Linked DNA regions of Mus musculus: region 2 is linked to region 1. Evidence: chromatin contacts called from public HiChIP or PLAC-seq data. All regions are on one chromosome and are shown on one strand. Each heading gives the region's core, a stretch centred on a gene start, on an enhancer-like site or on the middle of the called end of the contact. The rest is flanking DNA. Distances are from core to core; before and after follow the strand shown.

Region 1 (3,046 bases), core at 382-2,881:
ACTACAGAGAAATGGGAATCCAGAATAAGGACTCTCTTCTGATCCAAAGGGGCTGGACTCAGACAAAAGCACCAGCAGGGCCATCTCCGGGGAAGGTAACTCTGGTTCACCTGTCCGGAGACTCAGGACACCGCTGTAGAAAGGACACAAGTCCAAAACCGCAACAGAACTGAGTTGCAATCCCAGCACTATCGAGGCAGAGGCAGGAGGATTTCTGAGTTCAAGGGCAACCTGGGCTACACAGAGACCCTGGGGAGAGGAAGGGAGAAGAGGGAGAGAACAAAAGAGAGAGGGGGGAGAAGGGGGAGGATAGAGTAAATTAGCTCAGCTGGCCTTCCTGAGGCCCTGTGATCGGAACCTAGCTGTCTTCATTGAGACTGCCTTTTAGGTGAAGGCTGCTGGCCCGCCACCTGGACAGACACTATCATGGCGAGTGTCTAAGATGTCGCTTCCATAGATGTATGAGTTGATAAGAGACACGACATACAGAAAGGGGGGTACAAGAAGTGGGGAAGGAGTGGGGATCAGTCCAGGATGGGGGGAAATCCAGGGCCAGGGTTGTGTGTGTTCAGTCATTGTGAGGAAGATGTAGGCGTGCCTACAAGAAAAGAACAAAGATGGAGGACTCAATAAAGAAAGCAGGCCTGGGAAGAGTGGAGGTGACAACAGCTAAGATAGGAACATGCCCTACCCTACCTGAGCAAAGAGGGAAGGAAGCAAGAGTAAGCAAGAATGACACGATATCTGACCCCACTGGACTTCCGTTTCCCGTCTGTAACACGGACAGGAGCAACACCTAACACCTCCTAAAGTTGGTGTGAGGAGTGGAGGTCATACACACTAAGAGCTAGGAGGGAAGTAGTTAGTTAGCTATATATCCGTGTGTGTGTTGGGGGGGGGTAATAAGTCAGTTAGCTATATATGTGTGTGTGTGTGGTAATAAGTTAGTTAGCTATATATCCATGTGGTGTGTGTTTGTGTTTGTGTGTGTGTGTGTGTGTGTGTGTGTGTGTGTGTGTGTGGTAATAAATTAGTGGTGGCGCACGCCTTTAATCCCAGCATTTGGGAGGCAGAGGCAGGCAGATTTCTGAGTTCGAGGCCAGCCTGGTCTACAGAGTGAGTTCCAGGACAGCCAGGGCTACACAGAGAAACCCTGTCTCTAAAAACAAAAACAAAACAAAACAAAAAAAAGTAAGTTAGCTATATATCTGTGTGGGGTGTGTGTGTGTGTGTTAATAAGTAAGTTAGCTATATATTCGTGTGTGGGATGTGCGTGTGAGGGGGGGGAGGGGAGAGAGAGAGAGAGAGAGAGAGAGAGAGAGAGAGAGAGAGAGAGAGAGAATGTAAGACTGCTCAATTCCCAGAAATAAATCTTCTAGAGGCGGAGCTCCGTGGTTACATAATACTTGTCTACCTGGTCCTACTGATAACATTTTTCAGTTCTTGGCCCTACCCATTCTGCCACCAGGGAAACAAAGCCGTGCCTATCCCAGAACGCTACAGTGGCAAGGCTAAAACAAGCCCGGACCAAGAGCATACATATGCAGAAAAGCATCAGGGTGGGAATCTGAATTAGGGGTCTGTGAAGAGGAAACCAGTGGAACAAGTTCTGCAGAGCACATGACTTCAGTGGTTTCCCCGCTCTGTGCAATACAGAAGGGGAACCGACCAATGCCGGAACTGGCTGCCCCAACCGCTGAGAATCAGTTCCTCCAGGAGCAGAAACTCAAGCTGCCACACCCATCCTGCCCAGTGGAACTCCAGGCCAGGATTACCCTATGCTAGAAACCTCCCAAATATGGTCAGCTAGTCCTATACTGGGGATTCCATTAAACCACCCTTACACGCAACCCCTGGGTGTGCAAGCGGCCTGAGGAAATCGACAGTGTGTGCCAGGTACAGGCCAGGGAGAAAACCAGCAAGCCGAAGACAGCAAGCACTGTGTGTCACAGGAGGCTCCCTGGGCAGCCCGCTTCCCAGGGAAAGCCTTTGGGGTTGAGGGGACCAGAAAAGGGGTTTCATAGGAAGAAACAGGTCAGGCTGAAGGAGACAAAGAAAATGTGCAAACTCTTTGCGTATTTGAAACAGGAATGAAGGGATAAAATTTGATTTAATGTCGGGTGTGGTGTCAAACACCTGTAATTCCAGCACTGGGAGGTAGGGAAAAAGGGCTTGGGAGTCCAAGGTCACCCTTAGCTACAAGCCAAACTACCTGAGCCAGTCTTTAAAAAAAAACAAAAAACTTTGAACTTTGATTTTAAAAGATTATTCTGAGCAGTAGGAATAAAAAGAAGGGGCCTGCAGAGGAGAAGGCATGAGATGAAAGAAAATTCTACAGTAGTGAGGGGAAAACACAAAAGCTTGTTTCCAGGCTAACGAGCAAAATGAGAACTCTGGATGGCATCTATACTTTTTTTGGTTTTTTGAGATAGAGTTTCTCTGTATAGCCCAGGCTGTCCTGGAACTCACTCTGTAGACCTGGCTGGCCTCGAACTCAGAAATCCACCTGCCTCTGCCTCCCGAGTGCTGGGATTAAAGGCGTGTGCCACCACTTTGCTCAGCGAGCAAATGATTTTATTAAGAGCTGGATCAGAAAAGGTGTCTCTCATAGCAACGGGTCCTCTGTCTGACTGGGTTGGTAAAAACTAACAATTCACTGAATATTACAAATGAATTTTATGTCATCTAAGTTAAAGTCTACAAATCTTTTTTTTCATTGAATTTATTTATTTGTTTATGTGTGTGCCACAGAGTATGTGCGGAGGTCAGAGGACAACTTGCAAGAGGAGGTTCCAGGGACTGAACTCAAGTGTCGGGCTTAGCGGCAAGGCAAGCAAAGCACCTTTACCCACTGAGCCAACTTCCAGAATGTTTCATTTTAAATAATTAAAAACGAAAACAAAAACAAAAACGGAAACTGAATGAAACCTAGACAATAGCTAAGTGTCTGCAACTCTAGATCAGTTATTGTAGCTGTGACCCGGGGCTCAGTGGAGGGAGCTTACCTAAAGTCACCCCAAGAACTCTTCCCAAAAAGGGAGAGTGG
Region 2 (3,046 bases), core at 351-2,850, 580 kb before region 1:
CCCAGCATCTTCATAACTGGAGTCAGGAACTCCAGTTCCAGGGAGTCTCAAACCCTCACACTGACAGATACATGTAAAAAAAAATTTTTTTTTTTAGACAGGATATCTCTGTGTAGCCTTGCTGTCCTGGAACTGGCTCTGTAAAACTCAAGAGATCTTCCTGCTTCTGACTCCCAGGTTGATGGGATTAAAGGCCTGGGCTACAGGCCTGACCTTGAAACAGTATTTAAAGTGCTATTTATTTCATGTGCATTGGTGTTTTGCCTGCATATATATTTTATGTTACACACACAAACACACAGGTCAGAGGTCACAGCTTGTGGAGTAGACTCTGTCTACTGTGTTTGAGAAGAGATTAACAGGAGGAAAGGAAGCAGCAGTTAGAGCAGAAACAGTACATTTCAGATGATGGGTTAACCAGTGCAATTGGACATGTGGCATATGAGAAAAGACACGAGACTGTAGAAGGATGTCAGGGTGGTGACAGTACAGGAGTTGTGGAGCATGGGGAAGTCTGGATGTAAGAAAGAAGACCTGAGACCATCCAAGAGCTTGTCTGCTCTGACTGCCACCTGCCTGTGGGGGTGGGGAGGAGAGTAGAAAGATGTGGCTCTGGAACTGCCCACATGGGCACACATGGGCAGCAGCGAGTGCAGTGTAGCTTCGACAACTGCAGAAAAGTCTGGGGGAAGTGGTTTCATTGCCACAAGAACAATGAACACATATTTTTAAGTTTTTAATTTTATCCATTCACCTAGGAAAAGCTGAAACGGGTTTCCAAAACCTTGATGTCTTTGTTGATCTCCCCCTCTTTATTTCCCTCTATTCCTTTGCTGTGGCTCCACCAAATTGACTTCAGATTGGGGTACCTGCGGGTGGATACCTCTGGCGTCTCATTCCAGCCTTAGGGAATCCTTTCCTATGCTCAGCCACGTGCTGGTTGTGGGGGGGAAGGTCTAGCCTCTTTGGCAGTGCAGTCCGTGAAATCCTAATTATCCCACTTGAACTGATTCTGCGCCGGCCCCGGGCTTCGCGTGGACAGAATTCTAAGCATGGACAACCGAGCAGAGTATCTAGATTCTAGACCATGCATAGACCTCTCGCGGAAGTAAGACTGGAAAGCTACCAGTCTCCGTCTCAGAGTCTGCACAGCTCCCAGAGCGGGGGTGGGGGTAGGTAGGGGGCATGTGGGGCAGGGTTCCCGGGAGCCGGAAGGAGGGCGGGTCCGTGCGGCTTTGCGAGCTCCTCGGTCTCCGGGCTTCAGGTCCCCAGGCTCTGCTCCGCTCCCCCTCCCCCCCAGTGCCCCAAGTCGGGTGACTCGATCCAGCGCCCCTCGTACTTCAGCGCCCAGGAAGGAGGAAGGGGAAAGAGCTGGGCAAGGACCAGCTAGGAGGCCCGCCTACCCGTCGACTTCCTGCTCCGCGCCCTCCTCCCTGCGGCGAGAGCGCGGGGCTTTCACCCGCAGCACTGGGCAGAGGGAGCCTACGGTGCGGCGGCCCACGTGACCACCTTCCCTGCCGCCCACCCCCAGGTCCAGAGGCGGAGGCCGAGGGAAGGACTCCGGGCCGAACCGCGGGGCGGGGCTCCAGCCTGCGATTCCACTTGAGCAACCTGAGCCGGAGGAGGACGCCGCTGCCTGCTGCGGTCCGAGCTCCACGCGCCGCGATGGGCCGGGCGAGCCGCTCCGCTGTCCTGCGGCGCGCGCTGCTGCTGCTGCTGCTACTGCTGCTGCTGCGGACGACGACTACGCGGGCGCTCGGCCCCCGGATCAGTGTGCCGCTGGGTAAGTGCTATGGGGCGCGGCAGAAGGAGGGGAGCGCGGGCAACGAGATGCTTGGTGGGGTGGCCACGACAAAGGAGAGGTTGAGGTCCACTAGGACCAGGAAAGCAGTTGTGGTCAAAGCGAAAGAGGAGGGAAAGCTAGGGAGCTGAGAGCCCTTTTCTTCCATTTTCTATCTGGACTTGGAGAGGGCCGCTTTCTTGCTCGGTTGCAGCTGCTCTTGCTCGGAGGGAGCACACTCGGCACTAGGGGCCTCAGGTGCCAGCCATCCTGCCTACTCATTTACTTGTCTTTGATGCTGACCAGAGTCAGCCTTGGAGCCACCAACGGCACGGGGCTGAGGGCACTGCTGCTGGCCGTGCTATAAACTCTGGGCTTATGATATTCTCAGTCAGCCACAGCAGAGCCTGGAGTTTGGCGGGTGGGTGCCAGGTCTTTCCTCCCTGCCGGCCCATCTCTGACTGATCGACCTGGAGAATTCACCCCCTACTCCAAACACAGGGACTTGGAAACTGACATTGCGAAGACCCATCTGTACCCTGTCTAGAGGGGCCTGAGGGTATCACCCTGGTGGGCCACATTCCTTTTTTGGTGGTTTACAGCTGCCCCTGGCTGCCTGTGTTTCCAATCCTCCACTCATTCTTTACTTCCCTTAGTCTGATCGCCCCTGAACCTTTTCCAGGGAACCTCAACGTTTGGAATTCTAGGGACTTAGCCCAGTAAGTACTTCCTACTGCCCGCACTCCAGCTTCCTCCCCTGCAAAGTCGCCTCAGGCTTAGATACCTTGCAAAGTCATCTTGGGAAATTCATAAAACTTGGTGCATTCGGAGGGCATCAGGCACATAGGTGCCAACAGACAATGTTTGGCCAAACCCCTCTAAATTGCAAACTGTCACTGTGAGTTAGTGCATAAATTAGAGGTTACAGACTAAAACTCTACCAGACTTCCTACTCCATATTTGCATCCCCACCCCTAAAAGCATCCCATTTGCAAAAGGATAGAATCAGCTCTTCAGTTAAGGCCCCTAACAGGATCTCAGTCCCTTATCCAAAACATTGTTGGTAGCTCAAGTTCAAATCCTGTCTCAGCCACTTAGTTCCCACATGACCTTAAGTAAACAACTTCTCTGTGCCTTGATTTCTTCATCTGTAAAATGGGATATTAGCGCCTTGCTCAAGGCGCAGCTCATTACCAGTTGCAAAGTCCTTAGGATAGGGCTTGGTACAGAAACCTCTCAGCGGGTGTTTGCTGTCATTCTTGTTAT

What was found. HiChIP or PLAC-seq counts read pairs in DNA pulled down with a chosen protein or histone mark.
Region 2: a contact with region 1 is called in an H3K27ac HiChIP or PLAC-seq map of thymic regulatory T cells, with 4 times the contacts expected there. The contact joins the promoter of Sema4b here to the enhancer-like site in region 1. A contact is called at or near these places in 2 of 484 Hi-C or Micro-C datasets (CD8 T cells and embryonic stem cells) and 3 of 115 datasets of contacts at active chromatin or transcription factors (embryonic stem cells, pancreatic cancer cells and thymic regulatory T cells).

Annotation. Positions count from the first base shown.
Region 1 is chr7:80,777,805-80,780,850 of GRCm38.p6, forward strand. All of the region lies in intron 2 of Iqgap1 (IQ motif containing GTPase activating protein 1), which reads right to left. Among named protein-coding and RNA genes, the nearest start is that of Iqgap1, 24 kb to the right of the region's middle. Within about 2 kb of position 1,632, at least 245 of the 459 cell types and tissues checked have an H3K27ac peak or open chromatin away from gene starts, as enhancers often do. A contact at or near this core is called in CD8 T cells, embryonic stem cells, pancreatic cancer cells and 1 more, where this site is marked.
Region 2 is chr7:80,196,988-80,200,033 of GRCm38.p6, forward strand. Sema4b (sema domain, immunoglobulin domain (Ig), transmembrane domain (TM) and short cytoplasmic domain, (semaphorin) 4B) reads left to right here and starts at 1,601. Exons shown (of 14, transcript NM_001360135.2): 1 at 1,601-1,783. The coding sequence starts at 1,666.